Regions from separate parts of the Macaca mulatta genome. Here region 1 is linked to region 2. Evidence: chromatin contacts called from public Hi-C data. All regions are on one chromosome and are shown on one strand. Each heading gives the region's core, a stretch centred on a gene start, on an enhancer-like site or on the middle of the called end of the contact. The rest is flanking DNA. Distances are from core to core; before and after follow the strand shown. Region 1 holds the start of SH3RF1 (SH3 domain containing ring finger 1). Region 2 holds the start of CBR4 (carbonyl reductase 4).

The links. Hi-C and Micro-C count contacts between places; a contact is called where the count stands out from the background.
Region 1: a contact with region 2 is called in a Hi-C map of liver, with 4 times the contacts expected there. The contact joins the promoter of SH3RF1 here to the promoter of CBR4 in region 2. A contact is called at or near these places in 3 of 14 Hi-C or Micro-C datasets (fetal cortex germinal zone, fetal cortical plate and liver).

What each region holds. Positions count from the first base shown.
Region 1 is chr5:177,775,311-177,782,155 of T2T-MMU8v2.0, reverse strand. SH3RF1 (SH3 domain containing ring finger 1) reads left to right here and starts at 4,460. Exons shown (of 13, transcript XR_013417380.1): 1 at 4,460-4,557; 2 at 6,085-6,572. It overlaps LOC144340873 (a long non-coding RNA gene), which reads right to left and starts at 3,959. Exons shown (of 2, transcript XR_013417381.1): 1 at 3,643-3,959.
Region 2 is chr5:177,514,152-177,520,406 of T2T-MMU8v2.0, reverse strand. CBR4 (carbonyl reductase 4) reads left to right here and starts at 2,671. Exons shown (of 5, transcript NM_001193693.2): 1 at 2,671-2,974; 2 at 5,487-5,607. The coding sequence starts at 2,833.

The DNA.
Region 1 (6,845 bases), core at 3,211-5,710, 260 kb before region 2:
GCTGTTTCTGTAGCTTAACTGTGAAATATAAGAGGAAGAATCAAGAATCATGTGTCCTCATCTTCTACATCAAACTCACTGATTGACAGATTATAAGAAAGACTCTCAATGGAACTTGGAACATTGCCTGCCTGATTTCCCATCTGTAGGGCAGTGAGGTACTAAGTATCTATGTAGTTTTAGGATAGCAAGAAATATAACTGTATACTTGATTAACTCCTTATTTGAGAATTAGTCACTGGAATCACTGTGTGTTGGCTGTGAAGGACATAATGGTAAAGAAGACAGACCCAGTCACTGCCTTCAGGGAACTTATATTCAGGTAAAGAAGATAGGCAATAAATAAGGAATCAAAAAATTAGACAGCAAAAAGTGCTGCAAAGAAGATAGAGTACTATGCTGAGATGCAGTGGTGCAGGGTCCAAGTGACAGTGAGTCTTGTAAGACAAAGACTATATTTGACTTTAAATTTCAGGCATGATGGGAAGAAATTGATGAGTTTGGAGCAACGTAGTAACTGGTATGTTATGCATTTTTTGTTGTTCACTCTGAATGTTACTATATTCTGGGCAAGATTATGGGGACAAGAGTGGAAACAGAGAGACTGGTTTAGGAGGGCCAGAGACAAAGTGTGATGGTGGCTTAAATAAACTTGCACTGGAGGCAAAGGAAAGTGGGTATAAATTGAAACATATTTTGGGAGAAGCTAGCAGAACTGATGGAGAGGAAAAGGGAAATCAAAGACGATCCCTAGGTTTCTAGTTTGAACAACTGAATGAAGAGTGCTATCATTTACCAATATCATGGCAACTGGAGAAGAAACAAGGTTTGAAGGAAAATGATAATCAGACACATGTGTGTATATATATATATATCCGTGTGAAAGCACAGCACCAAAGTTTACCAAAGAGTGCTCTGGACTGGATATTTAAGTGCCTGATTTTTGTCACCACTTAGAGCAATAATTTCTCTACATCTTGTTTTTTCCCATCTACATGGAAGTAATCATGTCTGTCTTTACCGCTTCTGAGGGATGTTGAGAAGACAGATGAGATAATATATATGAAAGTCCTTTGAAGTCTTGGGAGGATAAGAACCGTGTAAACCCAAGCTATCATTATTATGTCACAGGGTGTATTTATGTTTTTCATGGTTCTACTCAAAGTCACAGGGATCTTAAGCACAACATGCTTACATCCCTTCCTTCATGTTCAGTTCCCAGATGTGAAAAGATGAACATGCTTCTCTTCCCCAACTGCCCCTTTCCCTATAGTATTGACAGGACTTTGCAATTACTAGCATTATACCAAACTTATTTATTTGAGACAGAGTCTCACTCTGTCACCCAGGCTGGAGTGCAGTGGTGCAGTCTTGGCTCACTGCAACCTCCACCTCCCAGGTTCAAGCAATTCTCCTGCCTCAGCCTCCCAAGTAGCTGCGATTACAGGTGCCCGCCACAATGCTCAGCTATTTTTCTTTTTTTTTTGTATTCTTACTAGAGACAGGTTTTCACCACGTTGGCCAGGCTGGTCTCGAACTCCTGACCTCAGGTGATCCACCTGCCTCAGCCTCCCAAGGTGCTGGGATTACAGGTGTGAGCGACCATGCCTGGCCTGTCCCAAACTTTTTTAAGACCCTGGGAAGAAAGGACTTTGCCCAGAATAACTCTGCTTGGGTGATTCTTGGCAGATTATGATAATGATGCTATCTGACTTTAATAGAGATGTACAGATTACAAAGAACCAGCATGTAGTCTCATCTAGTCGTCCCACAACACTCTGATTTTTTTTTCACCATTTGACAGAAAATGGCTCAGGAGGTTAAAGTAACTTGCCTAAGACTTCATTTTACAGCTGGAGTAACTAAAGCTAACAAAAGTGTTGTGTTCTAAAAACTATATAACATGCACTGGGGCATTAAAAGAAGTACAGCCACATCCTGGATAATATTCATGAGATGTATGCCAGATTCTTTGATCACTGCTGTCTTGGGACACATCGTCTTCAGTTCTTTGAAAATGGGTGTGGCCAGGCACGGTGGCTCACACCTGTAATCCCAGCACTTTGGGAGGCTGAGGTGGACAGATCACCTGAGATTGGGAGTTTGAGGCCAGCCTGACCAACATAGAGAAGCCCTGTCTCTACTAAAAATACAAAATTAGCCAGGCATGGTGGTGGGTGCCTGTAATCCCAGTTACTCCGGAGGCTGAGGTGGGAGAATCGCTTGAGCCTGGGAGGCGGAGGTTGTGGTAAGCCGAGATCGTGCCATTGCACTCCAGCCTGGGCAACAAGAGTGAAACTCCGTCTCAAAAAAAACAAAAACAAAAACAAAAAAACAAAAAAAGAAAACAAAACAAAGAAAATGGGTGTAATTATTGATTTTGTTTTTTGCCAGGAGTTTCAAGAGCTGCACAATTCTACCTACGACCTTGTGTGCTGCTCTCTCTAAAATCAAACACCAAACCAAAATAAGAATACAATAAAAATTTTCCCTTGCTTTCGAGTAATTACATGATTAACAGTTTCTTCTTTCCCTTGGGAAGAGACACACTGTGCTTCGCTTTGCCTGGGGTGGGGATATGACGGTGATGTGCAAAAGACAGGGCCTTGGAATGGTGGAAAGAGAACTGGACTTGGAATCCAGAGAGCTGGGACCGAGTCTTGGTTCAACATTACCTACTGTGTGACCAGGGGAAAATGAACCCATTTGAGCTTCAGTTCTAATAACTGCAAAGAATCCTTATCTGTTTATTGACTGTAATCTTCTGGTCAGCCTCATCTTCATCCATCTGCCCAGCTCCACATGCAGAACTAAGTAGTCACTTTCAGTTTGCAAACTGGACTAGAAATTCTCCATTCCATTCATTCCTTCCGTAGTCTTTCTCAGCTCAAATGCCCAAATACCCGTGCATTTGCTCACTTCTAATGGAAGGGGAAGTGGGCTATGATTTTTGGTGTTCATACATTATGACTCTCAGCATATGAATCTATTTAGAACAAGGCTGAGAAAAGATGACATAGAGGGTTGCTGTGAGAATTGAACTGATGCATGAAAAATGTTCAGCACAGTGCCTGGTGTACAGTGAGTGATCATTGTTAGCTGTTATAATTTTTTCATGCTTATGTGATCCTTATGTCTTGAATGGTTCAGCTGTGGCCCTAGCTGGAGACTAGAGGATAAACTGAGACTCCTCTCTAAATCATAAACCTAGTTGGTGGCCGGGCAGAGATTTCTTGCATCTATTGTAACCCTTTCTTCTTATAACCATCTAGTTTCTGCCCACCTTTGAGGAAGGGTATTTGGGATAACTTTTTGTAAATTGATGGTAAATGCAAATACAATAATGTCTACTTTAGATCAGTGACAAAATTTTTAACTTGTTTCTCCACTAAATCGAGACGGAAAAACCTCAAAACCTATGGACAAGATGTTTTTCAAAACTCCACTTCGGTTTACAGGTGTGTGCCTGGGGCAACCAAAACAAAGATTACTGCGACGATGATGGCAGCCGCCCAGGCTCAGATAAAAGAGGCGTCTCTCAGCGTGCTTTACGGTGCCAGCCCACCTGAGGTCAGACTCAATTCTCCCCACTTAGGGCAGGGATAACAGAGCCCCCGCGGCTGGGTTGGAAGCCCATACTACCTTTTTCCTAGCCTTGGGCTTTGGGGTCAGCGGTCCTCCAGGCTGGCTCCAGTTTCGGTCCTGGGGTGACTGATGGCTGGGTGCGGGCAGGTGGACGCGGCACTGTCCTCATCGATTCACCACGCCGCTCTCGGCCCCAAGGGGCAACACTTCGCACCGACTCTACCAAGTAAGTGTCCAGGGTGGGCAACCAGACGCAAAGTGCAGCGGGATCGGTTCCCGCCAGGACTGCTCCCGCCGCCTCCGCGGACCCAGCCCCTCCCGCGCCGCGACTCTCCCAGCCCGGGGAGGAAGAGTCCGTCCCGGGCGCCCAGCCGTGCCGGGGGGAGGAGGACGCGGCGGGACTCTGCCCCGGGGCTCCTTCCTGCTTCCCTCAGCCTCCACTCCCGCCGCCTCCCACTCCGGTGGCTCCATTTTTCAGGCGCGTTCTCCTGTGGGAGACGGCGTCCGTCCCCGAGGCTTCCCCTCGTTGCCCCCTGAGGGCCCCGCTCCCCAGTCTCTCCGCTCTCGCAGCGCCCCCTCAGGCTGCCGCACCCATCCCGCCCCCGGGCTCCGGCGGGGTACGGGGCGCTGGTCACCTCAGCGCGGGAGGCCGGCGCCGCGGCGGGCGGCTCCGGGAGGTGCCGCGCCCGCTCCGGGGGAAGGCGCTGTGGCGCGGGGCCGCCCCCTTGCGCCCCGGGCGCCGGCTGCGGCCCGGCCTCCTCCTCTTCCTCCGCCCTCCTTGGCTGGGAAAGTGGGAGGCGGCAGCGGCGGCGTGGTGTGTGTGCGCGCGTGAGGGGGGCAGCAGAGAGGAGTCTCCCGGTGCCGCCGCGGCGTCAGAGACACTGCGAGCGGCGAGCGCGGCGGGGCCGCATCTGCATCAGCCGCCGCCGCTGCTGCGGGGCCGCGAACAAAGAGGAGGAGCCGAGGCGCGAGGTAGGGCGCGCGGCCGGCGCGGGGCCGGCGGGCACCCAGCGTTGGCGGACCCCTAGCTGCGGAAAAGGCGGTGGTCTCGGCGTTTCCCCATCCCCGCCCTGGGTCGGTTTCTCTCTCCCCTAGCCCTCGGGTACCCCTGGGCCGGGAATCAGGACCTGCGGAAGCGGAGCAGCCCGCGGCCTCTGCCTTCTCCGGGCAGGAAGCTGCCAGGGCTCCGTGCCGCGGTCTCCCCGGGCGCAGCCCAGCACCCCCTGCTTCCCGGATGGCGCGGTCTCTCTGGGGACTGTCGCCTTATCTTGGCTGGGCTAGAAAGCTGCTTCCCCGTGGCACTCTGTGGGGCTGAGTTTCGCAACTTAAGCCTGCGCATTTATTTATAAGTCCTTGAAAACTTCCCGCAGTCGTGTAAGGGGGATTTGTGTCCCCGGCCTGACCTAAAGGGGAGCGGAGATGAGGGAGGCTGTAGGGTGAGAGCCCCAGGCAGGGACCGGCTCCTGCCGGGTGCCGCCGACACCTGGCCCCGGGGTGTGTCTGCGGCGAACGGCCGCCGCGCCTCCCTGCGGGCTCGGGAGTACCTGTGCTCGGCGCAGTGGGAGCGGGGGCGCAGCCCTGGGACTCCCCCGCTCCGACTTTGTCAAGAACAGCTGTTAATGCTACCAGCCAAATCTTTTTACCCCCTTTCTCTTGGGCATTCACATTTACATTTATTTTGGCGGTGGGGGGGAGAGCGGCGCAGTAAGTGGCTTGCTTTTTCCTGAATGGCCTCATTTTCATATGCCCACAGTTTCCAGTCCAACATTCCGTTGTCGAATTCTTTTGGTGGTAATTTTGCCAGATTTTCTGAATGGGATTAGGACAGGCCGTTCAGAAATGTGTTTCAGAGTTATCAACCACTGCCCTGAAAGGCGCTTTTCTGTTTTAGCTGCTTTCAAGCAAATCTGTGTCTTTTAGAATTGTCAACCTTCAGCTCTTTTTGGTTGGGCAAGATTAAACAGTTCTATTTTTAAGAACAGCGAAGAAACATATGTATTTAATATTGGGATCATTTACCACGAGCGATCACATGAGGCATGGTTTCTTAAACTCTAAACTGGCTTAAAAAAGGGAATTTAGTTGGATTTAAAAGTAAATTTCAGGTAGAGGAAACTTTGAATGGTCTCTGTCAGCTTCTCTTATGAGTTGAAGACTTTATTAAGGCAGCTGATATCCCTTTCAGAGCTTAAGAAATTATATTCCTTATTGCATTTCATAAATCCTTCTGCAGGAATTATGTATAATACTCTGTGTCTGTTTTGCCCAGTGAACCCCTGGATATCTTTAGGGGTTAATTTTGCGTTGTTTAGAAAGCCTATTTTGTTTTCAGTTGTTGACTTTGGAGTTTAGGAACCCACATTCCAAAGCAAAGCTACACTATTCAGACAGGGAATAGTGTACTTTTGGGTACTTTTTGATTCTTGGCTCCTTTGTGAGCTTTTTCCCTAGATAACAACACTCATATTCTCTTTTCCCCCTTTTTCCCCATGACTCTAGAGCAAAGTCTGAAATGGATGTTACATGAGTCATTTTAAGGGATGCACACTACTATGAACATTTCTGAAGCTTTTTTCTCAGTAAAGTAGATAAAGATGGATGAATCAGCCTTGTTGGATCTTTTGGAGTGTCCTGTGTGTCTAGAGCGCCTTGATGCTTCTGCGAAGGTCTTGCCTTGCCAGCATACGTTTTGCAAGCGATGTTTGCTGGGGATCGTAGGTTCTCGAAATGAACTCAGATGTCCCGAGTGCAGGACTCTCGTTGGCTCGGGTGTCGAGGAGCTTCCCAGTAACATCTTGCTGGTCAGACTTCTGGATGGCATCAAGCAGAGGCCTTGGAAACCTGGTCCTGGTGGGGGAAGTGGGACCAACTGCACAAATGCGTTAAGGTCTCAGAGCAGCACTGTGGCTAATTGTAGCTCAAAAGATCTGCAGAGCTCCCAGGGTGGACAGCAGCCTCGGGTGCAAGCCTGGAGCCCCCCAGTGAGGGTAAGTAGCCTACAAAGGTAGTTTGGTGAATAAAGGTGGTGATGTCCACATTTTTTCTTTATTCTTTAGCTTGGTGTTTTCCAAGTCAACTCATTGCTTAGGAAACCACACATACTGGAACAGACAGACTATACCTCTGAATATTTTTTCCCCCATCTTGGAATGAGATTGGATATAAATAATAAATTTTATTGTTTTGAAAATTATCTCTAGATAGTCTCTGTTATCTTTTAAGATAAATTTTGGGAAACAAGTAGCAATTAGTGAATGAAA
Region 2 (6,255 bases), core at 1,422-3,921:
GGGTAGGGAGACCCGGTTTAATTTACGGATCTTCACTTCACTATCAGGGGCTTACAGAGAAACTTCCCCTGCTGTAAGCTTCTCAGCTAATGGGTGATGTGCTGTGATAGATGTATTCTCACCCAGGATAGTGGCGATATTGTATTAAGAGGGAAAAAAATAAATAATTACCTTGGGATTTAACCTGAGGTATGTGTTGAAGAAAAAGCCCAACTTATCCATTCACTGTATATATATAGTGAGAAAAGTTGGAAGGTTTTTCACAATTCTGAATGTCACCTCATATCGTGTGTTAGTGATCTTTGTGATAGATGGCATAGATCTAAAAACCATGTTTTTTTTTTTTTTTTTTTTTTTTTGCTAAAATAACAATGTGTAGAAAACAACAATCATTTTCCTAGAAAATGGAGAGAACTGTTCAAAAGATGAACCTCTCTGGTTTGACCTAAGGTGCAGAAATACAATTGGCATTTAGGCTGACCCTTATATTGGTAATTTATGTAAAACAGTTTTTTCTTTCCAAGATTGCATAGTGTATAGTAGGAAAGTGAATAGACAAATTTGATCTGACCCATTTTTACATCACTGGGAAACTAATGTTTGTTTTTTTTTTTTTTTTTAGAAAAATTTTATTTTGAGACAGGATCCTGCTCTGTCACGCAGGCTGGAGTGCAGTGGTACAATCACGGCTCACTGCAGCCTCAACCTCCTGGACTTACGTGATCCTCCCAACTCAGCCTCCCAAGTAGCTGGGACCACACGTAGGCCACCATGTCCAGTTAATTTTTTTGGAATTTTCTGCAGAGATGGGGGTAGGAGGGGGTCTTACCATGATTCCCAGGTTGGTTTTGAACTTCTGCTCAAGCAATCCTCCTGTCTTAGCCTCCCACAGTGTTGGGATTACAAGCATAAGCCACCATGCCTGGCCTGCTAATAGTTCTTAAATGCAGCTCTTATCTTGTTACTTCTGTAGTTAAAGGCCTGTTTAATGCTTGGCACCTGACTTTAAAACTGACTATAATATAGCACCATCCCAAATTTCCTCAGACCTGTTTCCTCATTGTTTCAAACATATATTGTTTCAAAGACACATTTTTTTATGTGTGACTATTTGCTTATATTATTTAACTTCCTATTGTATTTGCTTTTAATAAAGTCTAATAGATGCTATAAAAACAGCCTTACAATCTCTTTTTCTTTTCATGAAGCACACTGTCTACTACAATGCTTAGTGTGCCATTTAGGAGGACCTATGAGGAGGGAGTTTTGCTCAGTCTTCTCTGCTGCATAACCAGGAGGCTTATTTCTTACACAAATTACCACTCGTAATTATATTTTCTTTGTTGCTTTTGCTGGCAGGAAACTCTAAGTTTATGAATCTCTTCTTTAATACTAAATAGATTCTTACAGCATGACTTTATTCGTATTTTTTCCACTGACTTAATTTATTATTCTGGCCTTGCGGGAGAAGGGGCAGTGGTCCTCTTTGCCTTTTAAAATCAAATACTCATGCATTTTTGCAAACCATTTCAAAACTTTTATTGGCTCTAAATGGAATAGGAATAACAAATTTAAAATAATGCTCAACTTGCTTTTTTATAGACTTTTTGCTCTTATTTTCCTTTTTTCAAACCTCACCCAGCCCTCAAATCCAGCTTTTCCATGCATGCCTTCATTCTTCACTGATCTCCGTTTTCTCGGAGCTCTTGTGTTAATATAATTTTACATTTTACTAAGTATGATTTTGGATACCTCCTAGTGTTTCATGTGCATTAGTCCTGTAGTTCTGGGGTGTAGTTTTTTTTAGTGGTAGGGATCATGGTTCATACTTTTCTGAATCATCTAGTAAAATAATATTGTATCAAGAAATGCTTTCTTTTTACACTATGTTTGTAACAAACATTGAATTTTTTAGCTTATTCACTGTCAGAGCACCCAGCACATCTTTAGAATTGCAGGAACCCATTTTTGTTTCTCTACAGCAGCCGAAGCTTGTTTCATAGATCTTGCAAAACTATTCAATCATTCAGTTAAAATTCCTTGACCTCCTGCTGGATGATGTTCGACAGGGCATTCATCTTCACGACACCCTTCGCGATGAATGGTAACATCTGGGCGGGTAGAGGTCCATTTCTGCAGCATCCTGGGGGAGGAACAGATAGGGTAGGTTTTGGTGTGGGTGCGATACTTGGGGACTTCTTCAACAGGTAGGACATCAAGTCTGTAGGCAAAACAAAACCTGGGCGAAGGGCAAATACCGGAGCCCCGACCGGCTCAAGCCCACTAATGCTTGCTCTGGGTTCTAACTACGTGATGAAGTCGTCTCGGTTTGCCAGGGAAAGCCCAGCGTCTTGACAACCCTGTCAGTTCCGAACAAACCGGGGTGATTGGTCACCGGGGCTCGAATCCCGACTAACACGACCCAGGGTAGACAGAGGATCCCCCTCAGTGCCACAAGTACATTTCCCACCGAGCAACGCGCCTGCGCCAGTTGCTCTCCTGCGTGAAGACTACAGAGCCCAGCATGCATCTAGGCCCCCTCCAGGCCATTTTTCCGCCGGGGGGAGCTCTCGCTGGCGTACTTGTTAGGCGCGGCACGGAAGAGTCCGTGCGTGATGACGTCGACGCGGGGTCGCCGAGCTCTTCTCCCCTTTTTACGCCTCTTGCATTACCAGAGTCGGGCCGCAGGAGGTGTCGGTGCCGAGCGGGGTTTTTTTTTCTGCGGGTTGCCTTTTGTTTTTCCTTTGGAACCGCGGTTGTTCAAAAGCTTGACGGAACTTGGAAGGGGACTCCCACTCTCCTCCCTCTTTCCGCCGAGTTTGTGACTCCGAGATGGACAAAGTGTGTGCTATTTTTGGAGGCTCCCGAGGCATTGGCAGGGCTGTGGCCCAGTTAATGGCCCGGAAAGGCTACCGCCTGGCGATCATTGCCAGAAACCTGGAAGGGGCCAAAGCCGCCGCCGGTGACCTCGGCGGTAGGTACCAAACTGGAGTTGTCCAGTTGTATGGCCGCGGTCCAGGCGCTTAAAATCTTTGTGAAACGAGCGGTATGGTCTTACAGGGCTCTGAGGTTTCTCGATGCAACCGCTTGCAGGCGCTTTAGAATGCGTCTCGTGCAGAAAACCCCGATCTCCCTGAGCCTCGCAGAACGCCGGCAGCGCAGCCTGCCGCCGAGGGCTGAGCACTTGGGGTTTTCTTTGACACCTGGTAGTCTTATGAGGCCCCACTAATAAGCACCCTCCGCCCTGCGGCTAGTGCTAACCCTGAGGAACGTCGCTGTTGTGGGAGAGAGCCACGTAACCGTTTACTTTTAATGTAGGGAAAAGGGCGAGTTCTCGGCCCCCGGAGACAGGGCTGGGCCGAAAGGAGTTCAGGCAGGAAAGGTAGGAGTGCAGGTATTAAAGGGCTCCCTTCAGTTTTGCCCAAGGGCGGTGTTTTGGCCCTGCGCGAATGCACAAAGCAGTGTTTGATGAAGAAACCCTTTTGAGTACCAGCCAGTTTTGAGATATACCTGGTTTGCTTTAATGTTACTAAATTGTTTTGGTGAGTTTTGCAAATGGACAGTTGAACTTTGTTCTGCCAAATTCTTTTTTATTGCATTTAAACTTCAGGATTTTTTATTTCCGGGTTATTAATAGTGGATTAGTCATTTTGTGAATTTAACTCTTTCTTGAATTTAGGGAGAAAGGACGTTAGAAAGATCGGAAGATGCTATTTGTTTAATTACTAGACTGGACAAAATTGTACTTCATTTACTATCAGGGAGGCATGGGGAGAATAGAGGCCTAGGGGTGCGTCTTGTGGCTCTTACTGTTTTTGTGTGTGTGTGGTTTGTGGTTTTTTTTTTTTTTTTTTTTGAGACGGAGTCTCGCTCTGTCACCCAGGTTGGATTGCAGTGGCGCTGTCTCGGCTCACTGCAAGCTCCGCCTCCCGGGTTTACGCCATTCTGGAGCCTCAGCCTCCGGAGTAGCTGGGACTGCAGGCGCCCACAACCGCGCCCGGCTAATTTTTTTTTTTTTTTTTTTTTTAAGTAGAGATGGGGGTTTCACCGTGTTAGCCAGGATGGTCTAGATCTCCTCACCTCGTGATCCGCCCATCTCGGCCTCCCAAAGTGTTGGGATTACAGGTGTGAGCCACCACGCCCCGGCCTTTTTTTTTTTTTTTTTTTTTTTTTTTGAGAGGGCTTCCTTCTCATTATGTTGCCTGGGCTAGACTCCAACTCCTGATTTACTGGGCTCTGGAGATCTTCTCACCTCAGCCTCCCAAGGACCTGGGACTATAGGCGCCAGGTGTGGCTGTTCTTTTTTAAGTTAACATTATTGATCGGTTTGGTATCACCTGTTCAGTGCTGGTTGTGAGAGTATTGGGCTCTCTAAAAGAAAAAAAATCCTGTAAGTTATAACTCAGGGAGAATGCCAGTGAATGCTTCTTGAAGCTCATATTCCTTGCCATTCTAACAAAGGAGGGGAAGAGTGGTGACCCTTACCGAGTCACCCCAAGCCATCAGTGTTTGCTGGACTGGATTGATGCCATTGGTTGAGCTTTCAAAGGTGGTTTTGGACACCACAAGTCTTCAGGTGAAAACCAAGAGTAAGACACAGGATGCTTTTGGGCCCTGCATTCCTTTGAATCGTGTTCCATGAGAGACTGGTTTTCATCTAGAAAGTATAATTCCCCAGGTCACTTACTGTTTCCAAAGGCTTGATGTTGTAATGTTGGTGTAAGCATATTTGTCAAGGTCAGACAGGAAATAAGCAATTGTTGTAGCTTTTAAAAACAATTCTACATTTTAGAGTATTAAAATGGTAGATTATTACATAGGGAATGATGCTTTATTTTCCTTTGAAGTGTTTTTTGGCATTTAACCATTTTTTTTAAAGTGGTAAGTAACATTTGCTTTTAGTGAAAAGTGTTTTTTCCCCCCGTGGTTTATAGTTTTAGCATTTTTACAGCTTCTTGTGTTGTCTCTCCTGATGGTCAGGTTTGAATAATAGTCGTTATAATATATGTGCCATAGTGCATCTGTAGCACTTAAAAAGAAGAAACCTCAGAGTTCCTGTTCAGGGCCAAAGAAACTAATTCAACAAAAACCTGACAGAATTAGACATAAATTTCAAAAAAGAATATAAAACCGAGAAGACTGTCGAATTGGGTAGCGTGAGTTCAGTGTTAAAGCTATAAATACTATTAGATGAATCTTACAGAGCCTTTATAACTTGAAAAAGCCCTCCCCTCTTGGTTGATTAAAAAGAAAATTTAAAAATTAACTTTCTGTAGTAGTACTTTATTTCCTCTTTGTTCCCCCATCCCAGTTTGATTAGACCACCTCTGTGAAAGCCAGGCCTCATGACATTACTTTTTTAATCTCTAGGTTCTAGATTAGCACAGGCCTGCCATCTTAGGTAAATGTTTAACGAATGTGTATTGAGTACATTTAAAATTTGAGTTATAACTTATAATTAATTCTTCTTTGACTTTGTTGTGTAGGAGATCATTTGGCATTTAGCTGTGATGTTGCTAAAGAACATGATGTTCAAAATACATTTGAAGAGATGGAGAAACATTTAGGTCGAGTAAATTTCTTGGTAAATGCAGCTGGTATTAACAGGTTGGTCACAGATTTAAATAAATTTCTGATATATATTTAAAACTTTTATTCCTAATATGTCTTTGATTAGTATAAGTTAATATGTTTATTTTATTTCTAACTGGGAGTAAAAGCTATTTTAAAACTTGTCAATCCATAATTCTTTTCTTTTATATTGAGATACAACATATAACAAATGTCCAGCTTAATCAATTTTTAAATTTTATTTTATTTTTTTTAATTTTTATTTTTTGAGGCGGAGTCTTGCTCTGTCCCCCCACACTGGAGTGCAATGGCGCGATCTCGGCTTACTGCAAGCTCCGCCTGCCGGGTTCACGCCATTCTCCTGCCTCAGCCTCCAGAGTAGCTGGGATTACAGGCACCTGCCATCACGCCCGGCTAATTTTTCTGTATTTTTGGTAGAGACGGGGTTTCACCGTGTTAGCCAGGATGGTCTCGATCTCCTGACCTCGTGATCCGCCTGCCTCGGCCTCCCAAAGTGCTGGGATTACAGGCATGAGCCACCGCGCCTGGCCCAGCTTAATCGATTTTAACATTGTAGTCATCACACATATTGAGGTGTAGAATGTTTCCAGTGCTCCAGAAGGCAGTGTCTTCTCAATACTTTCTTGTTGGTAACTATTTTCTGAGTTTTGTCACCATATATAC